Linked DNA regions of Gossypium hirsutum: all the other regions are linked to region 2. A link is a contact called in public Hi-C data. All regions are on one chromosome and are shown on one strand. The core of a region is the stretch at or near the end of the contact, and the rest is flanking DNA. Distances in the headings are between cores, read along the strand shown.

Region 1 (3,455 bases), core at 49-2,548, 280 kb before region 2:
CAATAGCTTCCTTTCCTTCTTTAATTCCCGCCAAGCTACTAAGAACAACCATCGCCTTCTCTGACATGCCAGTCCCTTGCTCTCCCACCATCCCCACCAAAGGCCTAACCGCGCCCGCAGTCACCGCCCTTTCTTTGTTCTGCCTGGCTGAACACAACTTATAAAGAGTTGTCAGTGCATCTTTCTTGCCTCTGTTGGATCCGTTCATCAGCAGAGATACCAGCGGCGGGATCGCGCCGCATGCTCCGATTGAAGTCTTGTTTTCTTCAATCAAAGCTAAGCTCAGAAGTGCACACGCCGCGTTTTGCTTGGAGGTCTCAGTGCCCGTCTTGAGAACATAGACTAATGATTTTATAGCTCCGGCATTTATAATGAGAGTTTTGTTCCCTTCGTAAAGAGATAAATTTAGTAACGCAGTCACCGCGTGCTCTTGAGTCCAAGGATCGCTGTTCCGTAAGAGCGGAATCAGTGCAGGGATCGCACCTGACTCTCCGATTAACGCACGGTTATCCACGCGGTTCTTCGCCAGTAGCCTGAGTTTAGCAGCAGCCGATCGCTTCACCGCAACGGATGGTGATTCGAGGCCGTCGATGCAGATCTTGACCGTCGGTTGAAGGTCCTCTGGTGAGATACTCTCAATAATTTCCGTCGAGAAGTTCTCCCTCTGCAAAAAGCCATGACACGGTTCCGGCTCCGGCTCCGGCTCAGACTGGACTCCGTTACTGCTCTCATTCATCAAAGCGTTTTCCGGTGAGGGCAAGCTCGCAAGGCGCTGCAACTCACCGGAGATATCGCTGCTACAAGCGGAGAAATCACTAAAGGCTTGAAAAATCTCCAAAAAGGCCTCGTTTTCGGACTCAGACGTAACAGATTTAGCGTTGCTTTTGGCAGCCAGTTCGCCGAGACGCATGTCGATAACGGACTCGGTGAGATTTTCGGAGACAAAGGCGGACCTCTCAGGGACGGAACTGGTGAAGGAGCAGCTACTATTGTCGTTTTGGTAAAGATTGGAGCGAATCGTACGCATGGAGCGGCCGACATGTCGGTGGATTTTGGTGGTGGAAGCTGAACCGGGGGTGTAAAAGTTTCGACCCAAAGGAAACCGGTTGGAACTAGAATGTGAATCTTCCAGCGAAACCATGCTTATTACAACCAAAACCAATTCAATTAAGCAACTCTTCTCTCAGAGAGATTTCATTTCAATATTGAGAGTAAGAGTATGAGTAGAATTCAGAAAAGAAGTGGGACTTGAAACGGAAGGCTGCGATTTTATACCGCCTGATTTCCTCTATTTTTACTCTCCTCCCCAGCTGTGAGAGGTCAACATTTTTTTGTTTACTGCTTTGGGGGAGGTAAAACTACAGTGACTGTCCGTGAATAACAATACATAGAAATGAACACGTGGTGAGTTATGCTGTTGTCAGGGTTTCTTCTTATGTGGGATTTTTTACTAAAATAAATTTAAAAAAAATTATTTATTAAAATAGGTTGTCAGTCTGATTATATACGAAAATAAGATTTTTTTCATTCGCACTTATCTGACAGGCGAGAATGATTATTTTATATTAAAAAATTTAAATAAAATATTTTTTTATTTTCGGAACAGTAATCGAGACTTTCTCTGAGGCGCGACTAATTAAGCTTTTCTCTGAGGCACAAATGATAGGACCCACATTTTTCATATGTTATTAAAATGCATACTTTATCTGGATGAAGTATGTATTAGTAGATTTACTAATATGATTATATATATATATTTACGCATGTATCACATTACAAAAAAAAAATTAAATACTTATACCTAATAAAACATGTATCTCATTACAATAATAGTTATTTTCCAAATAACATATTGTTTTATAATTTTATTTCTTATTTAATATTTTAATTTAATTTTAACAATACATACTTTACCAGGATGAAGTATGTATTAGCAGATTCACTAATATGATTATATATATATATATACACACACGCATGTATCACATTACAAAAACAAAAATTTAAATACTTATACATAATAAAACATGTATCTCATTACAATAATAGTTATTTTCCAAATAACATATTGTTTTATAATTTTATTTCTTATTTAATATTTTAATTTAATTTTAATAATGCATACTTTACCTGGATGAAGTATGTATTAGCAAATTCACTAATATGACATTACAAAAACAAAATTTTAAATACTTATACCTAATAAAACCGAGTATTAAAAATAACTTTATAATATTACTAACTTTCATCGACTATATAATCCACAAGTTTGCCTTAAATATTAATGTCCACATCTTTCATGTGTTATTAAAATGCATACTTTATCCGGATGAAGCATGTATTAGCAGCTGGTAATATTTAAGGCAAACTTGTGGATTATATAGTCGATGAAAGTTGGTAATATTATAAAGTTGTTTTTAATACTCGGTTTTATTAGGTATATGTATTTAAAATTTTGTTTTTGTAATGTGATACATGCCTAAATATATATATAATCATATTAGTGAATCTGCTAATACATACTTCATCCGGGTAAAGTATGTATTATTAAAATTAAATTAAAATATTAAATAAGAAATAAAATTATAAAACAATATGTTATTTAGAAAATAACTATTATTGTAATGAGATAATGTTTTATTAGGTATAAGTAATTAAATTTTTGTTTTTGTAATGTGATACATGTGTGTATATATATAATCATATTAGTGAATCTGCTAATATATACTTCATCCAGGTAAAGTATGCATTTTAATAACATATGAAAAATATGGGCCCCACCATTTGCTCCTCAGAGAAAGGCTCGATTAGTCCCGACTCTCAAGTAGGCGCAATTACTGTTTCGAAAATAAAAAAAATAATATTTTATTTTAAAAAAATCATTCGCGCCTGTCAGATAGGCACGAATGAAAAAAACACCTTATTTTCGTATATAATTGGGCTGACAACCTATTTTGATAAATAATTTTTTTAATTTATTTTAATAAAAAAGCCTCTTATGTGACAATGATCTTTTGGAAAATCTACGGTGGTGACGGCCATGTGTTCTCATTGCCCTTTTTTTAAATCAGTCCACTCGCCTGGCTGGCTACCAATTTCATCCAAAATGCCAGATGGAATGTGGTAAAAGTGCTGACCCAGGTGAAACCTTTTCTTTTTTACTTTTTACTATATTTATATACAACTTCATTTTTTTACTATTCAATTCAACCTTTTACTTTTCGAATTTGACTTTAATTTTCTTAATTGGAATTTGAATAATTAAACATTGTTGAACTTAGTAGTAAAACAATCAAACTTTATTATGAAAAAATTCCAACACTAAAAACAAAAACTGAGTGTGCTAGCTGGGCGCCATTAATTACTGCCTACCTGCTACAGCTCACACACAGTAAATAGAATAGACAGCCATTCAACTTACAGTAATTGTGTGTCTTTTCAACCTAAATGTTTCC
Region 2 (3,447 bases), core at 200-2,699:
ATCCACACATTTTAAAAATGCTACATATAAGACTTAAATCAGTTATTAGGTTAACGAAAAGACCTGATTGATATAATATTAATATTTTGATGACTCAATTAGAACATTTTTAAAGTTTAGTGGCTAATTTAGAATCTAAAAAATAATTTTAAAAACTTTTACTACAACAAATGGTATGATAATAACAAGTAAAAGATATGTTTTGAAATCGGTAAAAGTGCCATGGAGACCTCTATATTAGGAGTCGATTGCATTTTACCTCATTTATTAAAAAAATAGTAAATTAATTCTTATTTATTAGATCAAAGAGTAATTTGGTTCTTCTGTTAACAATTTCATCCATTTTTCTATTAAAAATCGATCCCTATACATCAGTATAAAATACATGTGGCATGTCACATGTCACTATCTAGTTATTCTATCAACCACACCAATTTTTAACAGTATATATGGATGGCATTTTTAACAGAAAGGACCATTGTGTTCTTTAATCTAATATACAGGGACTAGTTTGATAATTTTTTGCAGTCTGAAATCATGTTGAAGCTTTTGAGCAAATTAAAAGACCCAGTATTGTTTTTTTGCCAAAAAAGAAAACCCTTTTTGTGATAGCATTTGAGCAAAATTTCCTTTTAATTGCTTCAACAAATAGTATAATCTTTTAATAATCTACTTTGAATTTGAGTCCAAAATCGATCCAAACACAAAGAAGCTGCTATAAACTTCATGTGTTCTATGGATTACTGTCAGCTATGTCAATTTTCTAACAAGAAGGAATCAACTTGAGGGAGAAAAATACAGTTGAAACGAGTAAAATCGATAAGGGAAACTCACATTTAAGGCCAATCTTCTATGAATGTTGTAGCGCTCAACAGCAAGAACAAGTATAAAACTACCCAGAACCAGGGTAATCACATCATCCATATACGAGTGGGCAACACTATCTGCAGAAGAAATTCCAAAGAGGGGAAACAAAAAGAGAGGTGCCATGGAGGTGATTGGCATCGGCACGGCCTCAGTGAGCCACCAAGAGAAGACCCAGGCCAGAACAGCTAACATGTTCCGGCTAGTCACTGGACCATCGAACTTCACAAAAACACACACGATGGCACACAATATGGGTCCTAACACCACATAGAAACTTTTAAGTGAGATCAAGGATTTCAGAGAAAAGGGTGAACTCGATGAAGACTCCACTGGTTCGTTGATGGGGAGAAGTGGGGCTTTTGAATCATCGGAATTGTCACCGGCGGGCATTTTTCCGGCGAGATGGATATGAATCAAGTGTGGTGGAAAATAAGAGGCTTGGACAAGGCTTGCTTTTATATCTGAAACTTGGGACGGAGGCTAGCTATTGACAAATTCGCTTTTCCCCGTAATTAGTTGTTTTTGGCATATAGCTTACAAATGTTGATTAGTATAAACATTAGAAACCATAATGATTCGATAAAATTAATAAATTTAAATATATAATATATATATATAGGAATATGCTTGGATTCAAAGTACGGGATGCATGGATAGGGCCAATTACAGATCATCAACAAAGCCACGTGGGTATCTTTATGCCACAACTTATCTTAGCCTTTGTAGATTAGTCCTTTCATGGGTTATTGATTGTTACATACAAGGTATAATTTCTCAAAATGTTCCAACTAATTGAGATATGGTACTCTTGACTCTTGAGTATTTTTCTGTAATATTTCATTAATGGAGATAATTGAATATTTATACATATAATTATTATTAATAGAATTGACATTCTTTTACGTTTTATGTATATTGGACACGTGAATTATTTTAATTTACCTATTAAACTTTGTAGTCCTTGCATGCGAACTCCTTAATATATACAAATTGAGATCATAAAATTCTCTTACGAGCTCTTTTGACGAACCTCCACTACAAGACCTGCATGTACTGAATTGGTCGGGCCTAACCTATTTGTGAGTAGGCGATCTAAATTTTATTTGCATTTGGGGTTGATGATATAAATACGTAACATGGAACAATGGAAAAAAGTGTGAGAGCCCCAGTCAGCCAGACATTTGTTTGATTCAAGAAAACAAATTCATGGAAAATAAATAAAAAGAAAAGTTGCAACAATTTGTTTGTAGAAAAATGAAAACGAAGGTAGAGTAATAAAAAAAAATAGTAAATGTGTTTGGAAGTGATAGCTTTGTCTGTCTATTCTGCAAGTGACAATTTTTTTAAAACAAAAATTACTTGATAAAGATTAAGCTGACATGTAAGGTTTATAGCTATCTGTTTGGGGAGATTACTTCTTAGCCTGTCACTATTTTTGTTCTACCATATTTGAATTTTCTTGTTCAGGTAACCATAATTGAATTTTAATTAGTAGGAACAAGTTAAGTCATATGTAATTCATTTAATGCAAATAAATTAACAATTAGATTTTGGGTAAAAATAATTGGGTGTTTAAATAAATTTATAATTGAGTTGATAATTTGATCTTAATAAAAATTTTAAATAATAATATCGATAAATAAAGAAGATGTGATATTTCATTGAAAGGGAAGGGAATGTTGGACAAAACACATTAACAAACAAATATAAATATAAATAATTATATTAAATATAAGATCTCAATAAGTGATATAAACAAATATCTATATTTATCTAAAAAACGCTAGATTTAAATAAAATAAATTAAATAAATATTTATATTTAAAGTATCATATATGGAAAAAAAAACTAAATAAACAAGATTATGAAAACTAGAAATCAAATAAGAAAATCGAGTTTTACTAGATGTTGAGGCCTGTTAATACAGTTTCCTTAAGACAGATTCGGCCGCTCCTATGGTACTTGGAGAAACGTAGGTCAATTGTCTCCCGGGATACAACAACAAGATGATCGAAACAGCAGCACATCTATAATGATCAACGAACAAAATCTTGTCTTCATCTATCACAGAAACATATGAAAATATGGAGAGAAAAAGGAAAAAATTTTCGAGAACAAAATAAATTCGTTGTGAGTGTGTATCTAAAAAATTCTGTAGAATTCTTTAGGCTTTTATAAGCATTCAATATAGTGTAATTTTAAAAATTTCCATAAATAAAGATATAAAATATGCATTAAAAGAGCCTTTAAATCAATTTTGCAGAGAAAAATAAATTTCATATTGGGCTAAAATATCTACAAACCTATTTTGGGCCCGGTTGATCCAGACATTTCACGTCAACCACGTGCACCCCAAATATGAGTTTTAAACTTAGTCATTCAATAATCTTTTTAGTGAGTTCTCATATATATATACACATCTCATACTTGGTATTTAACCAATATGAGATCTAAGTTTTTCTTTTCCTCAACATATATTCACAAGTAGCTTACTTTGAGTATTAATTTCTCATTCATCTCTCAACCATTTTAAGCATATGATATATCGTTCTAAAAGTCTCATTGAGTAAAATATAAAAC
Region 3 (3,599 bases), core at 840-3,339, 360 kb before region 2:
ACAGCTGAATCACCAACTAGTACAATCTTGAAAAGGTAATCCTCAGTTTTTTCTTCCTCTGAAACAAAAGCCATTTTACAACCTTCCTACAAGTGTCACTCTATATAACCATATCAACAATGAAAAGCACTCGGAATTAAGTTTCTTCTCTGGTACTTGAAGTTATCACCTAAGAAGCACCAACCTTGTATCCTGTTCAAGAACAGAAATGGGTTTACCGAAGAAAAGAATAAAGGCAAGCTGAAAAAGGAAGCTAAAATAGGAATAAAGAGTACAAATGTGTCATTCAGCAATTGCTTACATGAAAATACCTTTCTTGTGAAGCAAATATTAGGTCAATTGAATAAAAAAGGAATAAACTCTACTCCACTTTCACCCTCCTGCAACATAGACAAATCTATCCTGAGCACCCTACGCGTGTAGTACTAATGACCTTCCTAGTGAATATGTACGTTACGGTTCCTGCAGGAACAAGACGAGGGCCCTCATGTAAAACCAACCAAAGTACTAATCGTTACAGTACAGGGTAAAACAAATGTCTGTCTCCGGCTAAAATATTCAAGATAAGTAAAATATTTATCAGAATTTGAAAAGTAAACAATTAAGTGAAACAAGTAATATGCAACTCATTAAAGTCTTTTAATTATATAGTTCCTTAGAAGGCAAGGAACAGTACCTTGATCTCTCCAACTTGCTAACACCTTGCCTCGCACCTGAAATCCCACTTAAGCTCCTTCTACTGCTTAGATTTTAGAAGCTCAAAATAAGGACATATGATAAATGCCAGATCATTCAAGTGAAATATCCAAATAATCGATTGGAAATAAAAAAACAACTCACCCAACAACCGTGACAGATTAATAGCCCACCTAAGATTCCTAATCCTATGTTTAGTCCTTGCCCTTAACCAGTAAAACATCACATCATTTTTGTATAAACTTTAAAAGTTAACAGATATAAGTGTCATTAGATAACAAAAAACTAAAGGCCAAATTTGGTAGCAAAGAACTGATAATTGATAAGATCTTTTGAACAACAATTATATATGAAATCAATCATAAGCAATAAATCATCTGCAAGGGCAATATAAGATGCTTGATTGTATAATAATATGCATCAACTATGCACTAGACCTTATAAGATAACATGTGATAGTTCAATCTTTTGAATATTACCACTGGACCATGGTACAGAAACAATATAGAACTTCATATATAAACAAGCCCTTGTGCTTTCACTTCTAACTGTAAGAATTCTTTTAAAAAGTTACTTTTTGTCTTATTCTTTGTTTTAATCATTAGAGATGCTGAAAAACTCAGTCTTTAAAAGGTTTCATATATTTTCCAATAGGAGTCATTTAAAGAGTTAAATTTAAGGATTGAAAAATTTTACTGCTATGTCAACAGCTCATAAAAATTCACTGAAACACAGAAACTCTGATTGTATGAACTAGAGAACTTTGACCAGGAAATAAGCTATAGATCCAAGTAAATCAATTTCAACATTCAAAGAAAAAAATATATATGCTCTTGATCATAAAGTAGAGCATCTGCATCTTGCAAAGAGAGATCAAATTATAGCATACTAGACTCAGTTTTGCATCAAAGAGACACCGGTAGAAACTAAATCACCAAGCAAACTGCCCTTTTGTTTTATATTTTGCAATTGACTAAAAGGCTAGAACCAAGTTCATATATGGAACAGCCAGTTAACTCTTTCCATAAAAGAAGAAAAAAAAAACCTTAAAAGCACCGAACCATTATAACTAAGTCTAGAATATCCAAATGAATTAGAGCAGAAAAAATCGATTTTGATATGATCAAATCTTAAAAACCATGAATTTAAGCAAGGTATTGACAAAACAGAGATTAGCAAAAACATACAAAGTAAAAGTTAGTAAGAAAAAAGAACAAAAATGTGATTGAGAAATGATCTAGAAACAAGCAAAATACAAAACCCAATTCGTAAATCTCATCAAATATTAATACAAAAAAAGGGACTTAAAAATCTAAAGAAAAAGAGATCGTGTTTGTTTACACTCACCAGCTATAAGAAGAATTTCAGGAGGCTCCCCTCACCCTTCTTTTTTTTTTTCTCTACCAGGAATTACGATCAAATAAAAGAGTTAACAATGGATCTGATTATATGATAATGTCAATGGCTTAGAGATACAAATTCAAAGGATTTAAGGGTTAGGCTTTTCCAAGGAGGTGAGGGAGCCGAGTGCAGAGACAAGACAACCCCAGATTTGCATTTACTCTGGTTACTGGTTTAGCCACCCCTTAATTTCCTGGGCTTATTTTTTTGGGCCTTATATTCCCCTTGGACTTCATCATAGATAAAAAACTTTCCGTATCTTGCTCAAAGAATTGGTTTTCAATGCGTATGAAAGTTGAAAACTCTAGTTGTGGAGGAACCATATGCAGAAAACTATAGTTGAAATGAAGCAGGAATGTTTGAGCACATAGGCTAAAGATTAGGGAAGGATGTCCCTCCAGTACTACTAATAGTGATGGAAAGAGGAATGTATGTTGGTTTTGAACTTCCCACAAAAAAAGCCAGATTATGATATGGACTTATATTGCTGACTGACCATGTTCTTAAATGGTAGGGGCCATGGAAGACTAGAGCATAGCTAATATTTAGCCAACATTTATCATTTTGCAGGTGCCTTATCTACACAAAAGCTTAAGCTTTGTTTGGTTTTGTCATAAAATGCAGTTGACATTGCCAACCTTGTTCAGTAGATGGTTTCGGCGGCATTGCAGTTTGGTGATGCAGAAAGAAGGACCCACCTCCCATACCCCATTACCACCTTTCATTTTGCCTAGGTGCACGAACTTACAGCTACTGCTGCTGCTGTAGCAGCTAAGGTGAAAACCTTGGCTTCTTCCTTGTGGTTAAATGTAATGTTTTGGCTCTCCAAAACTAACTGGACCACCTTCCATGGTTTTGACTTTTGTACACCAAAATCTGTGCCAAAGGATTTATTTCATCTATTGCATTCATTGTTTTTTGGTACTCATGGATCAGACATCAAATGAGATTGATAACAAGACTCGAACTTTAATTCTTTAATTCTTTGCTAAAACGTTAATGAGTACTCAATCAACTGGAATAATCATATTCTATCTGTATGTACTGTAGCACATTTTAACTATATGCCGACAAAACAAGAGTAGACATTGTTTGATTCGGTGACAGATATGAGGGTAAATAAAATAGATGGTCATAAATTTCTCCCTAAAATTGAAAATGAAGGGGCAAGATCAAAAGTTGAGAGCGTGCTTGATCACACGCACTTGGTAAATAGGTTGCCGACAGTTTGATAAGATATTACCTAGGATACCAACACTTTAGGTGCCCTGAGCTAGCACAATTCTGTCAATCTTGGTTCTACTGGGCCTTTGTCTAATATAAAAATGTTCCAAGCAAACTCTCAACTTTACACTTCTGCCTACTGCACTGATCTTTTGATCATGTAATTCTGTGAAAGGCTTGGGCCTTTCGGTTTATGCTTACATATTAATAAAAAAAATCAAATCTAGCAAGATTACTGGTTTAATTAGATATTGAGTTAAAAGCTTAATATAAGATGA

The links. Hi-C and Micro-C count contacts between places; a contact is called where the count stands out from the background.
Region 1: a Hi-C map of hypocotyl shows a contact between it and region 2, with 3 times the contacts expected there. The contact joins the promoter of LOC107962070 here to the promoter of LOC107961925 in region 2. A contact is called at or near these places in 11 of 34 Hi-C or Micro-C datasets (anther, callus, hypocotyl and 2 more).
Region 3: a contact with region 2 is called in a Hi-C map of leaf, with 3 times the contacts expected there. The contact joins the promoter of LOC107962069 here to the promoter of LOC107961925 in region 2. A contact is called at or near these places in 4 of 34 Hi-C or Micro-C datasets (callus and leaf).

What each region holds. Positions count from the first base shown.
Region 1 is chrA06:118,697,066-118,700,520 of Gossypium_hirsutum_v2.1, reverse strand. It overlaps LOC107962070 (U-box domain-containing protein 4), which reads right to left and starts at 1,298. Exons shown (of 2, transcript XM_016898309.2): 1 at 1-1,298. The coding sequence starts at 1,141.
Region 2 is chrA06:118,415,792-118,419,238 of Gossypium_hirsutum_v2.1, reverse strand. It overlaps LOC107961925 (tonoplast dicarboxylate transporter), which reads right to left and starts at 1,449. Exons shown (of 6, transcript XM_016898098.2): 1 at 835-1,449. The coding sequence starts at 1,257.
Region 3 is chrA06:118,775,123-118,778,721 of Gossypium_hirsutum_v2.1, reverse strand. It overlaps LOC107962069 (ras-related protein RABA5a-like), which reads right to left and starts at 2,089. Exons shown (of 5, transcript NM_001327721.1): 1 at 2,044-2,089; 2 at 677-739; 3 at 1-192. The coding sequence starts at 74.